2 separate regions of the Lactuca sativa genome follow, and region 2 is linked to region 1. The links are chromatin contacts, called in public Hi-C maps. All regions are on one chromosome and are shown on one strand. Each heading gives the region's core, a stretch centred on a gene start, on an enhancer-like site or on the middle of the called end of the contact. The rest is flanking DNA. Distances are from core to core; before and after follow the strand shown. Region 1 holds the start of LOC111921863. Region 2 holds the start of LOC111921861 (phosphoglycerate mutase-like protein AT74H).

What was found. Hi-C and Micro-C count contacts between places; a contact is called where the count stands out from the background.
Region 2: a contact with region 1 is called in a Hi-C map of leaf, with 7 times the contacts expected there. The contact joins the promoter of LOC111921861 here to the promoter of LOC111921863 in region 1. A contact is called at or near these places in 3 of 4 Hi-C or Micro-C datasets (leaf and seed).

The regions. Positions count from the first base shown.
Region 1 is chr6:8,174,827-8,177,526 of Lsat_Salinas_v11, forward strand. It overlaps LOC111921863, which reads left to right and starts at 1,390. Exons shown (of 3, transcript XM_023917436.3): 1 at 1,390-2,666. The coding sequence starts at 1,791.
Region 2 is chr6:8,403,028-8,405,727 of Lsat_Salinas_v11, forward strand. LOC111921861 (phosphoglycerate mutase-like protein AT74H) reads left to right here and starts at 1,364. Exons shown (of 4, transcript XM_023917434.3): 1 at 1,364-1,968; 2 at 2,378-2,497; 3 at 2,589-2,700. The coding sequence starts at 1,518.

The DNA of each region.
Region 1 (2,700 bases), core at 140-2,639:
TAGATGTTATTACATATTATTTGGTGTTGTCCATTTCCACCTTGTGTGTTATAACACCAAAAGTATGAGTAGGATGATGAGGTAGACACTTTGGATCTCCCTATCTAATAAAAAAATAGTTTTATTTTCCTTTTGACACGTGTCATCTTATTAGTCCCCTAACAAAAGTGTGTCGCCATATTATATTTACTAGTGTATAACCTGTGTGAACCACAGGTTATAAAATTAATTAAACTTTTGTAATAAAATTTTATAATTATTAATCAATTATTTTAAATAAATTATTAATTAAGAGATATATATGAAAATTTTAAAGTTATTATAGCTTCAAATTTAAAATATAATTAGAAAATATAAATTTGAATTTTGAAATGAGTTGCCTAATATATCTACATGATACATGGAATAATATTAATGTGGGGTTGTATTAGAATGACACGACAAAAGGAGATTAAAAGTATTCATTTATTAGAATAGGGATTGATTAATGCATGTCATTTATAAACCTATTGATTATCCATTTCAAATTTCAAATTTTAAATTTCTCACTCTAATTACATTAGATTAATAACATTAGAATAAAAATTAAAATAAATTTAATATAAATAATAAAGTGATATAATTTCATATATTTATTTAAATCAATGATTAAAATTTATATAACTAAAAAAAATCTCTTAATTAATAATTTATTTAAAATAGTTTATTAATAATTTTTAACTTTTATTTTAAAAGTTTAATTAATTGTATAACCGTGGTTCACACGGGTTATAAACTAATGTGATAATATATAATAACATGTTGTCCATTCCCAACAGCCTTAATAGTAATAGACAAGTTAAGGGATAATCAACTTTATGAAATATGAACCCTTGCTCCCTCATTGATACCTTTCTTTCTATTTGTATCATATGTATTATTAACTGTATCAAAATGTATGATTTGAGAGAGATTAAATTTTATATATTATGTTAGGGAGACGTTTGAAAGTGAGAGCTGAAAAAAATATTGATATGATGATTATAAAGCATTTGGATTGAAAGAGATGAAATGAATAGACTTTTTCCATCTTAAGAATCAAATAGATAGATATTTGTATTTAAACGAATAAAACTCAATATTTTTATTGTTTTTATATTGGGAAATCAGATATTCTTTTATTTTATTTTTAGTCATTAAATCAAAACAAATATTAAAATCAAAATAAATAATTAATAAAGATAATTAGTGGATACCATAACTTAATAGGTAAATAAATAGGAAAGAAACGGAATTTTTTTTTTTTGTTATATACTTTTATTTATAATAGCATTATTATATAATATAATATAAGTTATAAATTATTATTATAAAATAATACTCCTAATATAAAATAAGTTGTTTCTGTGCTGATTTCCGTTGCAAACCAAAACCCTCTCACATCAAAGCACCCCTCTCTTCTGTATCTTCACCATGTGAAAGTGAAACCCCCTTAATTTACAAATTACAGCCCCTCCCTCTTCATCTCTCTAGTTCTGTACACACACCGCGGCACATACTTCGATATACTCTCATATATACGTATATACATATACGTATCAACCGATTGTAGTCATCATCTTCAGCTTGATTCAGGGGAGTGTGCAAGCTGGCACCATTGCATGCTCTCCCAAGAAACTTTACTCTTTAAAACCCCAATTCATTTTCCTCAACTTTTCACTCTAATTTCTTAATTTTGCTGTTGTGGGTTTTGTCGGTTTAGGTTTGATTTCGTAGATCTGTCGCTTCTGTGCCCTGAATCTGGCCCTAATATGAAACTGGTTCAAAAAGATTCAGAGAAGATCATATGGGATCAGATGAGAACCCACGCTTCGAACAATACATCACCCATTTTGTCAAATCGGGTCGGCAGTGGGTTACCCAAGCTTATGCTGTATCTTATCTCTTTCGTCTGTGCAACTTACCTTGTTTACACTCTCAAGCTTCTCAACACCCCTAATTTGCCTTGTGGCGAACATGATTTGATATTTTCTTCTCGTGCTTCGTCACAGAACGTTACGCTTACGCCGGCGATCGTTGCACCGGAGAAAACGGAGCTCAAACACATTGTTTTTGGCATTGCAGCGTCGGCAAAGCTCTGGGAGAAACGGAAGAATTACATCAAGTTGTGGTGGAAGAAAGAGGCGAAAATGAGGGGGATTGTGTGGTTAGACAACCCAGTCAAAACCCAACCTGATGATGGTCTGCCGCCGTTAAAAATTTCCGGCGATACCGCGCATTTTGCTTATAAGAACAAACAGGGTCACCGGTCGGCGATTCGGATATCCAGGATTATTTCGGAGACGATACGATTAGGGATGGATAATGTAAGGTGGTTTGTAATGGGGGACGATGACACAGTGTTCATTACTGATAATCTTGTTAGGGTTTTGAACAAGTACGATCACAATCAATATTACTACATCGGAAGCTTGTCGGAAAGTCATCTCCAGAACATATACTTCAGCTACGGTATGGCGTACGGCGGCGGCGGTTTTGCTATCAGCTATCCCTTAGCTAAAGCTCTGGAGAAGATGCAAGATCGGTGTATTCAGAGGTATCCCGGACTGTACGGCTCCGACGATCGGATGCAGGCGTGTATGGCTGAGCTCGGTGTGCCACTCACCAAAGAACTCGGCTTTCACCAGGTTAGTGAAACCTAAAACTCTTCGATTCTCGTTG
Region 2 (2,700 bases), core at 114-2,613, 230 kb after region 1:
CTTTTGGTTGAGGTTACAAACTTTTTCAAACTTAAAATATTTTATTTTGGTTTAAAGTTTTGGTTTCTTCAATGTTGCTTAAACTATTTTTTTAGTAAAAACTATTTCTTGTTTGAGTTACGCGTTTCATAGGTTAGTCCTATCTCGATCAAACCCGGCCCAAAACGAACCCGTTTTTCAGGTTTATGTTATTATATTTGATCGGGAAAAAAAATAGTGTCTCTGCTGCTAGATGTTTCTGTGTCCCCCTTTTTACATGTCTATTTATTGATTTTCATTGTCTTACATATAATTCATGTAAGCATCTCATTAATATCGACTTAAATAAAAACAATATTTGAATACTTCCAAATAAACAGTTTAATTCGTGCAAACTTTCTTATTAGTTCGAAACTTAAAAATAAATAATAAACGAAGTCTTTACAAAAAAAGACAAACAAAGAAGCCTTATGGTTTTAGTCTTTTAGAACTTATGGTAGTGGGTTATTAAGATGGGTTATATCCAGAAGCCCAAACTTGATTCATCACTTACTTATGTATGAGGAATTTTAATATTCGGCCATATAAATTTGATAAGACAAACTGGTCCCTCTTCGATTACACAATATTGAATATTCTCTGGGTCTTAGCCATATGTTTGAAGTTTCAACCACGGATTTATAGAGTCATACTTAGTGAAAACATGTTTCTTATGCAAATGTATGTGATGATCGATTTAAGTGTTTTAATTGCCATATCACAAAAAACATGTAAGTACATCTATTTTTCTTAATTATTTGCTAAAATACAGCCTAAATTTTCATATTTTCTCAAAAGCAACTGTCGATTTCGCAATGCCCCCATAGAAAAATACATTATTCACTGCAAAACCCACTTTTTTATATTTTACCCGCCAAAAAATAATATACCAAACAATTACTGTTCACTACAGAACCAAAATAAATTGATATTATACATATTTTGAAATTAGCCATATTTTTATGAAAAAAAAAATAAGATAACTGATAAAAAAATTTTAAGTTCTTTGTAGTGTGAACTTCAGAAGATATTTTCACATTACAATAAAAAAAATGAGTTTATATTGTAAAAACAAAATATTAAAAAAAAAAACAAAACTGAATTTTAAAAATATGTCTTAACCAATAACCATGCTGACCTATACTCCTATTTCGAAGTACATTTTGCATTTGTTTCGAAAACAAGTGGTTATTTTTATAAAATAATTATTTTTTAGTTATTTCTTATAGAATGATCAATAATTATAGTTAGTTTTAGAATATTTTTTTTTAAAGTTAACAAAATACAATGACTTAATATTTAATAATAAGACAAAACAAGTTGAAGAAAAAAAAATCTATACATGATGTGAACAAGACGAATGGATTGACCACCAGTCTCACAAAATTTCATCAAATTTCTTGCCTTGCATGATGCCATGAATATGTCCCCAAATAAATAAAAACTTCAAAGTTTCAAACCCTCATTTCTTCCATTTATACGGAGGTTTCAGTACCACCATGTCTGTCACAGCATCTTCATCGCCATATTCGACTATAATCAAGTGCTGTGAAGACACGATTGGGCGCCGACGAAGAGTCGCCATTGACGAGAATTGTTTCCCGGAGAAGAATCTGACACTCAACGCCACCAATGAGAAACCTCCACGGCCGCGACGAATCATCCTGGTGCGACACGGGCAGAGTGAAGGAAACGTGGATGAAGGAGCTTACACGAGAGTCGCAGATCCGAGAATTAGATTGACGGAGAAAGGGAAACAAGAGGCGGAGCAATGTGGGGTGAGAATACGAGAGATGATTGAGAAGGATGGAGCTGATGATTGGAAGGTTTACTTTTACGTTTCGCCGTATCAGAGAACGATTGAGACTCTTCGCGGTTTGGGAACTGCGTTTCAACGATCGAGAATCGCCGGCGTCAGGGAAGAACCGCGGTTGCGAGAGCAGGATTTCGGTGAGCTTCTCCTATCCTTATCCACCTACTCCCGCCCTCTCTCTCTCTCTCTCTCTATCTCTCTACACGTATAAATTTGACAGGACTGCAAACCGCCACATGTTGCTTTGGTGGTTGTACCGTACAACCATATTATCCAAGTCGATTCTTAAATCTCACTTTCCTTGGCTTTGATTATAGTATTAATCTTTTTTAACTTTGAATTATGGTTAATATTGTAAAAACTAATAGTATTATAAAAGAATAGCATAATATGAAGATTGTAAATAAAATAAAGATATAGTAGTATAAAATACCTTTTGTTTTTTAGGGACACCTTTTTTTTCACGGATAATATTCCGGTAATTGATTTTTTAAATCTAAGAATTCACTTTTTTTTATATTGAACGTTTGAATATGAAAATGCAAGGGAACTTCCAAGATCAAGAACAGATGAAGATTCAGAAAGCAGTTCGAGTCCAATACGGTCGGTTCTTCTACCGTTTTCCAAACGGCGAATCCGCAGCAGATGTCTATGATCGAATCACAGGTTAATTAATACACTCCATTGAACAAATTCAATTCAATTCAATTTATCATCATCATCATATTATATAAAAGAAAGATGAAATTGTGTGTAGGGTTTCGGGAGACATTAAGAACTGATATTGACATAGGTAGATTTCAACCACCAGGGGAGCAAAGCCCGAACATGAACTTGGTCATCGTTTCTCATGGTTTAACTTTAAGAGT